Regions from separate parts of the Gossypium hirsutum genome. Here region 1 is linked to region 2. The links are chromatin contacts, called in public Hi-C maps. All regions are on one chromosome and are shown on one strand. Each heading gives the region's core, a stretch centred on a gene start, on an enhancer-like site or on the middle of the called end of the contact. The rest is flanking DNA. Distances are from core to core; before and after follow the strand shown. Region 1 holds the start of LOC107948895 (pectin acetylesterase 5). Region 2 holds the start of LOC107948881 (cyclin-dependent protein kinase inhibitor SMR3).

What was found. A called contact is a pair of places that touch in the nucleus more often than the background predicts.
Region 1: a contact with region 2 is called in a Hi-C map of leaf, with 4 times the contacts expected there. The contact joins the promoter of LOC107948895 here to the promoter of LOC107948881 in region 2. A contact is called at or near these places in 4 of 34 Hi-C or Micro-C datasets (callus, hypocotyl and leaf).

What each region holds. Positions count from the first base shown.
Region 1 is chrA04:72,780,695-72,786,695 of Gossypium_hirsutum_v2.1, forward strand. It overlaps LOC107948895 (pectin acetylesterase 5), which reads left to right and starts at 2,934. Exons shown (of 13, transcript XM_016883556.2): 1 at 2,934-3,058; 2 at 3,145-3,368; 3 at 3,457-3,539; 4 at 3,624-3,753; 5 at 3,853-3,932; 6 at 4,029-4,118; 7 at 4,260-4,384; 8 at 4,628-4,688; 9 at 4,902-4,955; 10 at 5,089-5,166; 11 at 5,241-5,346; 12 at 5,480-5,625; 13 at 5,728-6,001. The coding sequence starts at 3,155. The coding sequence ends at 5,844. It also overlaps the pseudogene LOC107948044.
Region 2 is chrA04:72,176,194-72,182,373 of Gossypium_hirsutum_v2.1, forward strand. LOC107948881 (cyclin-dependent protein kinase inhibitor SMR3) reads right to left here and starts at 4,112. Exons shown (of 1, transcript XM_016883537.2): 1 at 3,280-4,112. The coding sequence starts at 3,915. The coding sequence ends at 3,388.

The sequences.
Region 1 (6,001 bases), core at 1,684-4,183, 600 kb after region 2:
AAGAATCAAAAAACAAGGAATGAAAAGAATTAAAAAATTCAGCTTGTTTAATAGGCAATAGGTTAGAGTGTTGAAATACAGTGAAGTTAAATTATCTCGCTCCACCAAAAAAAAAACTTGCTTAAAGTCTTTTATTTTTTAAAAATTTCTCATTATTTTCTTACTATTTATATAAATGGAGTCATGATGACTCCACTAAAATATTAATTTTTTATGCAGATTATTAATATGGTATGTTGGTGGCATAAAATGTGTTAATTTTATTAACTTTTACTGTAAATTTTAAGTTATTTTTATATTTTATCAAAAAAATTATCTAAGTAATTAATTAGTTTTATAAAAAGGCTACCTGAAAAGACTAGTTTAGTTTCGCCTTGTGGGAGAGAAACACAATCAACCAGTTGCAGCACGATGGTTTCCTTCGGTTTGTTAATAGAATTGTATCACTCGCCTCGGCTACTCCAGCTGAATTTAGCGTCTAAAAATAATTGGCTTGAAATTATTGGATATTTGAACTTCGTTACGAGAATACATAGCAGTGGTGGCTATAACGAGCCTTTGGGTAATCCCCATTTCCATCCTGGTGATAGCGTTGTTCCTCATCCTTATATGGTAAGAGAGACGCTTAGACTGTTTCTCCTCTTTGAATTTTCTCAAAAGTAGTGGATTTTGAGTACAGAATGAGAGTTTCCACATACCTCAAGCTCAACAATACTGCAATGGCGATTTCAGGAGCTGCGATCCCATGGTCACCGCACCACCTGGCCTGTAATGCTATTTCTCTTCCTCTTTTAAAATGAGAGTTCGGGTTTAGTTTACTGAATTTTAATGGGTTGTTTTGTATGAAATAAAAGATTATGAGCAAGGGATGGGTTGGCTCTAGTCAATTAGATTAATGGATGATATATTAAGAAAAGATGGATTTTTGACTTTATTGCTCAAATGCTGTAAATGTTTTATTAACATTTAGTTATAAAATACTTCTACAGATACAATGTTTTATTTACATTTAGTTATAAAATACTTCTACAGATACTATCTTGTTCATTTTGCTGCATTGTTTCCGTGCCAATGTTTTCTACAATTGGCTTCATAATTTCCTCAAGTTGGCTCCACTGCCTTTCTTCGTTCTGTAAAACGGAACGAAGTCTTGGCAGTACTATGTAGCATTCTTGTATATGAGATAATGACCCACTTGAGGCCAGCTCTTGATGATACAAAATCAACGGTTTTTGCAACAATTCTAGCCTTGTATCCAGTCCACTGGTTCTTCACTTTTCTTTACTATACTGATGTTGCATCACTTACTGCTGTGCTCGCCATGTATCTTGCACGTCTGAAGAAGAAATATCTATTCAGTGCATTGGTAAATGAGTCGGTTTAATTTTAGTTTCCTTATTTTGTCAATAATGAAAATTTCCTGGATGATATTTCACAAGCTGCCTGGGGAAAAGGTTACCTTGCTATGTTTCGGACTGCATATGGAAAACTGAATGCAAGCTATTCCTGAGGTTTCTTACTTCGTAATCTTGATATACATGGCTAAGAGAGTGCCAATAATTAGGACAATCAAATCAAACAATTTTGGGATAGATCATATTTAACTAAATGTTTTTGTACCTTTCTTCTTTGTTGTTTCCTGTAGGTTTTTACTCATTTCAGCTATGTTCTTGTAGCTTGAGGCCTTGCCTGTTGTTATTCAACAGAAAATATTATTATATGGATGCTTTTTGTTGCATACTCTGGGGTCAGTGATATCACTCTGGCACATCAAAGAAATCGTGTGTTAGTAGATAATTTGAAGGCATCAAACAAGGGTAGCAGTTTGTCAACCCTTATACCAGTGTCAATGTGAGATCAAACTTGAGGAAAAGGAAATCCATGGGAAATGCAGAGGCTAATAAACAGTCTTTTTACTGGACAAACTCGACAAACACCTCTTCAGCCTCTCAAACCTCAGGTAACTTTAACATCTTTGATCTTGGCTTTAGTGAAATAATTTGCAAAAATAACTAAATTATTTTGTTATAGACTTTCTCTTCAACCATGTTCATAAGGTTTAAGGAATTACTCTTTGCCAGAGAAGAGATCATTTATGCTAATGTGACATCCTATTGACATTATAATTCAGGTCTGCTTTATGAGATTTCAGCCATTGTTTTGACTTCATGACACATAAAGTGGAAGCTTTCGGTCTCCGTTAGCCCTTTCTTCTTCGTGTTGCTGACATTTGTTTCTTTTCTCTTTTGGAATGGGAGTGTAGTTCTAGGTATTATTCACTTTACCATACTATTTGTTTCCTTTACCTCCTTTCTTTTGTTTCTTCTTTCTCTTTCTGCCACTTAATGTCACAGGTGTGAAAGAAGCTCATGCAGTTTCTCCAAAATTTGCTCAAATAATGTATTTTAGTCTCATTTCTCTCTTTTTGCGGCTCCTCTGCATTTCACAGCAGGTCATGCTTCATTCCAGCATTAACAACAGCCAAAGCTGGCTTCTGACGGGTATTCTATATACAGTCCTTAATATCTTTATGATGAGAATGTTCGTTTTGGCCGTTCCACTGGGAACATGAACCCATGATCCAAAGGTTCATATGGTAGATAGGAAATACCAAAACCTTATGATACTGTGACTCGCACAGGTTTGCTAATTTTAGAATTTTATACTGGATCGTGTGTATTGGTGTCAGATTTAACCTTTACAAACGATTGTAATTTCATTCATGTCAAGCAAATGGATCTTTCATGTTTGATTTGCAGTCATGTAACCAAATGATGTTGGTAATGGTACACATACTTTAGGATTCATGCAGTTTTCCCATTTTTCTTGTCATTCATAACTTCCCAATATTATTTTCAGATGGTTTAATTGATATTGTGGCATAATTTTTGGGCACGAAAATTTTGAATATGATACAAAAACATGTTAGAAAATGATAAATTTCACACGTCAGAGTTAAAACATGTTTTAAAAATATGAAATTTTGATATGAACTAAAATTCATGTAGTTTAGAGATCTATCAAAGGACGCAGTATGGGCTTGTTGTGCTTTCCACTTGTGAGTCTAGTAATCCATTCGTTTTGTTACAATAAAGACAAACAAACGAAATACCTAACTCTCCACTGCAATTTGTTTTTTTGGAGCTTTGAAGCAATGGCAAATCCTAGGCTTCGTGGGTGGAGAAAGTGGGCGAAGAAGGATTGGGCGATCGCAGCCGTGGGATTCACTATCATCCTCTTCGCTCTCACTCTCCTCTTTGATTCTCGAAACCCCACGTCCTCCTCCTCCTCCTCTACCTTCAATCTCCCCTCCAACCACCATCTCATTCCTTTGACTTTGCTTCACAGAGCCAAAGCTACAGGCGCTTGTATCCTCCAAGATTCAAACTTTTAATTTTGGGTCTCTTATCAAATTTAATTATTAGCATTGACTTTTCGATTAATTCTTTTTTGCAGTTTGTTTAGATGGAAGTTTACCTGGATACCATTTTCAGAAGGGCTTTGGTTCTGGCTCTAACAATTGGCTTCTCCACATTGAGGTAATTTCTTTACTTTTCCCTTTTCCTTTTGGGGTTTTACAAGAATTTAACTTGGTTTTCGAATTTTACTTGTTTGATTTATAGGGTGGAGGTTGGTGTAATTCAATAGAAACATGCGAGATTCGAAAAAGAACAGCTTTGGGTTCCTCTAAGTACATGGATCCCCTAATTCCATTCGATGGGATTTTAAGCCATCAATCTTCGCAAAATCCTGGTATACTTTTTGCATCATTAGTTTCCTTTTTCTTTTTTTGGATAACTTATGCTGTTTAAAGAGTGTGCTTTCAAAATGGGTAATTTTTATTTTCTTCAGATTTTTACAATTGGAACATTGTTAAGATGCGTTACTGTGATGGTGCATCTTTAGCTGGCCACCCTGAAAGTGAGTTCAAGGTAAATTTGTTTTTTTTTTTTATTTGTTATTTTTTTTTACTGAAATAATTATTTGCTTTAAAAATATGGTTTAATTTTTCGGGTTTTTTTCCTTAGAATGGAACTAAGCTTTTCCTCAGGGGCCAACTCATTTGGGAAGCAATTATGAGTGAACTCTTATCACTTGGCTTGTCTAAGGCCAAACAGGTAGGTAGCTACTACACTGATGCTTTTTTTACAGTTTCATATTTAAAAGTGAAATTGTAAATAACGACATTGTTCACTCTTTTTCAATATCGTTATCGTTCAGTTGATAGTTGCAAGGTGATGGATTTGTGGACTTTGCAGGCACTTCTTACAGGATGCTCTGCTGGAGGTTTGGCAACTCTTATACATTGTGATGACTTTCGAGCGCATCTGCCAAAGGATGCCACTGTCAAGTGTCTTGCTGATGCAGGTTTTTTCCTTGATGAGTATGTTCTTTTTTTGTTGGTACAAGATCAATGCATTTTAAAATTTAAGCTAATTCTTTAACTGGTCATAATGTTCTATAATGTGTGGATATAAAACTACATCATATATGTATATACTTTTATGTATTTAATAATGTGTATTGCTTCGTTTGTCTGTATGATCCAAGGTAATGCATCCTAATTGAAGTTAGTCTTGAGTCTTGACTGTATATGTTAGTTTATTTTGTATTCTCTACATTGCAGGCCAGATATTCTTGGAAATCGCACCATGAGTAATTTCTACCATGATGTTGTCCAACTACAGGTTCAGTTTCAATCTCCATATATCATACTTGTATTATGTATTGTTCCTCCTTAGAAAATGATGCCATTTGGTTTTAATCATTTTGGCGATTATCATAAAAATTTTAATAGGTAATTTGAGTACATACCATTAGGTCCTGATCAGTGATTCCTCAATCTTTTCTTCTGTTATTCGACCATTTTTGAATTTGATCTTGTATGCATGTCATGTCAGGGTGTAGCAAAAAGTTTGCACAAGGAATGTATCACAGAAATGGAGCCATCCAAGGTAGGTTTTATGCTTTTCTATTTTATTTGTTTCTTGTTTCCCTTTAAATCTTTTTTCTCCTTTTGCTGTTCAAGTTCAAATAGTTTGAATCACAACTTACCTGCTGTCTGTCTGTTGTTGATTGCTCTTCCAGTGCATCTTTCCTCAACAAATAATCGAAAATATTAGGACCCCATTGTTCATTGTCAACCCCGCCTACGATTTTTGGCAGGTAACTTGTTCAAACACGACTATTTGCTTATTACTTAATGCTATTTCCTTTCTCATTATAGGTTCTATCACTAGATACAACACATCTTAGTCCCCGCCGGATCGGATCCTGATGGCTACTGGAGAAGGTGCAGATTGAGCATTCAGAAATGTGATTCTACCCAGATTGAAAATCTACAAGGTAGTTGGATATGTAATATGTACCCAATCTACTTGGCTAAAACAATCCAATTAGACTTCTCAACATCAAAATCATGCAATCGAAATTTCCAAGCATTGACGCAACCCTTATGTCGTGGGCTTCTGACCTGTAGGTTTCCGTAGTTCCCTGCTTAAAGCACTAAGTAAGCTCCAACATGACAAGGAAGGGGGAATGTTCATAAATTCTTGCTTTGTTCATTGCCAAACATGGATGGCTGAGACATGGCATTCATCCAATTCTCCAAGAATCAACAATAAGGTGAGCAATGTGTCATATTTAATGTGTATCGTTGATCTTTGCGCTTTTCTTGGATCTTTGATATCTATTAACCATCCGAGTTGGGTGATTTTCTGGAAACAGACCATTGCAGAGTCTGTAGGTGATTGGTACTTCAACCGTAAAGTAACGAAGGAGATTGATTGCCCTTATCCTTGCAATCCCACTTGCTATCACATGGACTTCACTCAACCTTCATGAAGCATGGCTCGAAAACTGATTTTTGTCTCCAACTTTAAAACTCCTGCTGTATATTACTCCAATTTGCATTGAAAGAAGGGTATTGGATAATGAAACAGTATGTAGAATGAGATGAGAGTTGATAGTTGCTGCTATAGAAATGGATTTTATGTGAGAC
Region 2 (6,180 bases), core at 2,862-5,361:
ACATTGTTATGTAGTTTCATTGTTTTCTCTTCCACTATTTATGATGACGCACAGACCACTTGTTTGTATTATCCATTTCCTTATAGACAATATATCAATTATAGTGGCACACATCAATGTTAACATACTTCAAGCCCAAAGCTTTTAAAAACTTCTTTGCTTCATAGTATGATACAAGGCATCAAATTCCTTCCAACAATACATCATGAAATAATGCTAATGGCATCATAGAAACTTTCCTGGACAAGTTGTTTAGCACTTTGATGCTCATCATCTTGACAATAAAATAAGTGCAAAATATCATTTACATCTGATGTGCAACTCTAGTTCTAACTCTTCCAACAAACTATTTCCTTCGTGTTGAATACTTTCAAGTATTGGCAAATTCTCTAAATCAATTGTTGTTTCTCTTCCAATATTAATGTAATAGCTCTCATTTCGCCAACTTCGTATTTAGAATTGGAGATGTCATTGTCCTTATCACCAAGCTTTTTTCGTCTTATATCTATCTTGTGTAACCTGAATTGAACCCAAATTTAAGTATGTGAAATTGAACATCCTTAAAACTATGGGACTTCATATTCATACACTTTGAATTGACATGTTTTATTGTTTTCTCTATAAAAAGAAACAGTATGTCTTGAAATATGATGAAACAACAATCCATCCTCTCTTTCTTATTAAAAACTTAGAATTAGCACTTTAAAATAACTAATATAAAATCATAGTTAGTCATTGGTTAAATCACTGAATTGTTTAGAGAAAACTATAGCTTGTGAATTCATGGATGAAAAAATGAATACATGTTTCTAATATTGAAATAATCATGGTTTTTATCAATTAAGAAAATTATCATGCAATAATCAACAAACAAAAATTATTTAAATAAAGAAAAATGAAAGAAACAAGATGCAACATTAACCCTGAATAGTTGTGATCAAGAAAAATATGTGGCTTAGTTAGTGATAATAGCAAAACATTAATCCCAAACAACTACGTGAAGCAATCAATTGATTATATAAGGGTAAAATGTAAAATTGGTACTTGAACTTGTCCACTTCTCCTATATTGATACTTTATATATATATATTTTTTGTCCTAGATTGGTACCCAAAATTTTTTTTGTCAACTAAATCTGTACTTTTTTGTAATACCGTTAAATTTAAGATAGGTGGCAGGATAGGATTGTGACACATGGCATGATAAAGTCATAATTAAAAAATATGTTAAAAATGTCCTTGCAAACCAACATCGCTTCCCTCCCTTTACCACTACTAGCACTCCTTTCTCACTAGAAAACAACCACACTTCGATCATTGAATAGTTCCCCAGAGTTGGACACAAACAATGAAACCCCATTACTTTATTCCCATCTGCCAAAAACCTTGTGTTTTCCTAGTCGCCGAAAACCAAACCATTTGACCCAGACCAAGCTTTGACCGTCTCTCGGTACTTATCAAACTAAGTCACCGTCCTCGACTCGTTTTGAACTTTAAAAATCATCTCAATTAAACCCATAAAGGCCCATAAAGGCCTTGGGACTTTAACTCGTATAAAAAATAATCTCAACCACATTCCTTGAAGGATGACTCTCTGGCAACTCAAAAGGGTCAGGGTTTCGAACAAGTTGTGTAATGGTAGTAGAAGTAAAACTACTCCAGCGAGGTCGAGGCAATGAGTTATTCGAATCGGATTCGAGTTGACTGTTGGACTTGAGAAAAATTTCGGGTTTCAATTCTTGGGCATTTTCTTAATGGCTCTGATAACATCTTTGATGCTTTGAGAGCTTCCAAACCCAGCAAAGCCAAATAACCAAAAACAATAACCAAAACCAAATAACCCAAAATCAGTAAAAAAAGAAGAAGAGGGAAGCAAAAATAGGAAGGAAAGTCAAAGGACTTATTCGTTCGAGTTCGAGTTCAGAACTCCAGATCTCCAGTCGGTGACCCCAACGATGGTAAGTTGAACCACAACACGACATACCACATAACGGAGACTGATGGTGATTTGACAATGTAAAAAAGAGATTGAAGCTTTGGCTTTTGTTTCATCAAATTTTGGTCTGATTCTTGGAAAACTAACCGATGATTTAAAGATAGGTGGTGGAAAGGAGTGTTTTGATGGTGCCCGATCAGAGCTTCGACAGTTGTAGATGGCGATAGCTAAGGTTCATAAAAGGAAGAAGGAAAAAAATACAAGAAAAGGGAAATTGGGAAGAAGAAAAAGATAATCGGGAAAAGGAAAATGGAAAAAAAAATGGAAAAAAATGGATATAGCTTTTAAAAATAATTTTTTATTGATTTTTATTATATTTAGTAAATTATGACATCATTATGATGCCATCATGTCATGTGTCACAATATTATACTGTCACCTATCTAAAATTTAATGACGTTAGAAAAATATATTAATTCAATTGACGAAAAAAAAGCTTGGGTACCAATTTAAAAAAAAACATAAAATATCAATTTAGGTGAAGTGAACAAATTCATATTGACCCGTTATTAAAGGCAATCCTTGCGAACATTTATTCAATGACTTAATAACTTCCACATACACGTATACCCTAATATAGATTGATCACATGTGTGTTTTTCTTTGAGAATTGACAACAATCTGGTGGGCTGCGTTCTATTTCTTTACTACAAAGGCCTATTACAAACCACTATCCTTTTAAAAAAAAAACCCATAGCCCAAATTAGACTTGGGTTTCATTCTCAATTCGATTTTGGACAAATTGAATAGGATTGTATCTCTAATCAAATGGGCATGATTGAATTTTATAAATTATATTTTATTCCTTTTTAGTTTAAAACGAAATAAAGCTTTTTTCCCTTAAAATGATAATGCACCTGTCACATGTGGATGAAAACATACATGTACTCAGACCCGAATATTCAAATTCTGATCTAGGAACCTCTTCAATAAAGGAGCATAATACCTTGAGCTCAAAAATAGCTGCGATTCCTAATTATTAAAGCTGCAACTCTTGTATATTTTTTAATATTTTTCCATACGTCACAGCAACATAACATTTTTGTTGTTAAATTTGAAGTTGGATCCCAAAACAACTCCTACCTATCAATCTTTCAGTTTTTTCTATTTAAGAAATAAACAAGCTAAAGAACAATTAGAGCATTAATGTATAGATTGATAATAAAAATTAAATATCGGAATTCAAACCTACAAATTATCGAAAAACATCAATGTAAACAGTTGAAGAAACTGGTATACTTAACAATTTAATTTCAAGCGATACCATGCTGCATGCACTCCCCATTTTCATAGGAATATTATTATACCATATGGTTCTCATTTTACATAAAATTATTTCTTACCGAATATAGATAAACTGATATGTATACATGATATGATGCTACAAACAAATTAACATGATCCATTCTCTTGCGTTCGAGCTTTCTTCATCTTACGGTGTAAATCATCAGCAAGTGAGGCAGCAAACCAGGACTCAACCTCTTCTGAAACCCTGCATATGCTTGCACTGGGCGATGCTTTTCTTTTATTCGCCTTTGGCTTTCTTGGTGCAGGTGGGCATTGTTTCTTCTCTGGGATTTTATGGTCCATAGACGTCGGGGTCTTGAACCCATCATCATCATCATCATCATCATCATCAACCCTTGCCTTTAATTCTCCTGAACATATAAGTTTCTTCTTGTCCTTTTCGATTCTCTTTTTCTCTTCATCATCTTGCACTACTGCTGGTTCTCGATCATCATTACCGGGAATATCATTTGAAGGATAATTATAAATGGCTGTAGCTTCACAGCAGCACTCGTCTTGAAACTCCAAGGGCGGTCGTTTCACGATCCTTTTCTGATCATCGTCTTTATTAACAAGGATCAGCTCTGAATTGGACATGGTGAGAAGGGAAATCTGGCTGAATTCTGCGTACATTAAGATCAAACTGAACAAGGTACAATATTGATTGAGAGAAGGGAATCCAACAAAGAATGGAATATAATCATCAAATCATATTCTTTTTTGTTTTCCTTGAATTCCTATTATTTTACATTTTGTTTCAGGGTTTTTCTCCACTTTTAGTGAAAGTAAAGAAAAACAAAAAAGAAACAGGAGAAACTATTTTAGCCAACAGATGGATTTATAAAAGAGAGAGTTTCTAGTTGGTCTATTTCTACTCTTAGTCCCTATATTCTTACAACTTTTATATTTAATCTTTTTACTTGTTTGATCTCAAATGACATTTTAAAATGTAAACATAAAATTATAATGCATACATCTATCTATAACCTTTCAAAACTATATAAGCATATTTAAATTTACATTCTCTTAATTACTAAAATTTCAATTGTGTTAATTAAATTAAAATTGAAATAGTAAAGAATAATTCCTTAAAACTTGAAGCATAATTAAAACATCCTAGTTTTTTGTGCATAGGATCCTTCGCCCCAAGTGTTAGCTTTGATTGAGAACCATCACCAACTACTTACTCAAATGACTATATTCATGAAAACAATTCAATATATCTTTGTATAATTGGCACTAACTTTTCGTTTTTGTGTTAAATTATTCTACTTGGGGGGAAGGGGGTTCTTTTATGATAGTTGATATACGAACTTTGATGTATCTATGCACGTGGGTTGCTATACAATGGGGACCAGTGGGACGTTTGATGTGTTAATCCAAACCCCATCTCATGATATTGTTTAGGAAACTTACATTAGATGCTTTGTTTAACTTGCAAGCAAGGGACCAACTAACTTAGAACTTGTATTTTTCTTTACCAGCTTCTACCCAAGACTTAATCATCCAAATGAGGGGTAATTAATTAGTTTTTTTTGACTTTTATATCTTATTTTTGTTTGATTTAGGCACTAGGAATAAGGAAAAGGCTTTATTTACAAAGAAGCCTATGATGAACACTTGAGTTTCCCTTATACTCAAGCATATCAAGAGATAAAGGGTTTTGAAAAGAAATAAGACCATTAATAGAAATGGTATATATCGTTGTTCACTGATCCAGCTAAATCTAGCTAGGTATTACTTATTTTTGCTAAAAGGTGAAGAAAATATTTGCACCATCAATGCTATCCGAATAGGCCTTTTTTTTTCTTTTCCATGTAGCATGGCAAGGGAAATGCTATCAATAGGGGAAAACAATAAAAAAAATGGAAAAAAAGATGGCTCCACAATGTTTAAATGCAAAATTAATGTACCTCAAAAATCAAAATAGAATTAAGAGGAGAATATGGGATTGGATAGGTCTATACTTAGTCCCTTATGATCTAATTGTTAGTCAGTCTTTAGGGATCAGTAATTTTGGATTCCTCCCCCAAGAAAAATGGAAGGTGTTAAGATTTGGTAACCCTTCCATACTCAGCCAACTAACAACTATCACCAGCCCCCATTATCTCTTTTTATCAATTTAATGTAAACATATTGTTGTTTCAAACCCCAAAAACACTATACAAAAATGTCACATTTTTGAGATGATAAATTGAAGAAAGTTGAGTTAATCTCATGCTTTAAATGCGTGGTTTCATCAATTGAGGTTAGATTTTTTTGTTATTTACATAAACATCAAATCTTTTAAAATGTTTAAATACGAAATAAATCATTTTAAAAATGCTCTAATAAAGGATTTTTACACACTTGATCTCACTTTGTAATACTTAATATTTGAGCATTTGAGAACCTTTATTTAAAAACATTTGAAAAACAAATAATTCTTATTTCACAATTTTGAAAGATTTTAACTTTTTTAATTTATCAAATGTTTAGTGATTTATTTGAGCAACCCATAAGTGTGGTAATGTGGGAAGTGAATGTGGCTTGGAAAATGGATCATTTTTGGCTTTAGGGATTCAAGTACATGCTGAAAGTAATTAAAAACAAGTTTAATAATGTATGTTTAGCAGTATAATGAAGGGGAAGGGAAGAAACTGTTGAAACGCGCACTAACTGAGAAGTTGCAGAATAAATGAATGTCAAAGGCACATGGAGAATGATTTTACCACCATTGCCAACCATCATGCATGTCCCAGAGGCCTCACAATCATCCCTCCCAAGTTCAACTCCCTCTCTTGCTCTGCTTTTTTTTTCTTTTACATTTTCCAATCGAACCCCACAAATCTCCATTTCAAGTTTGGGTTTTACTTTCTCAAAAAGGCTGTCATTTGGCACCCAAGACCCAACTATTCT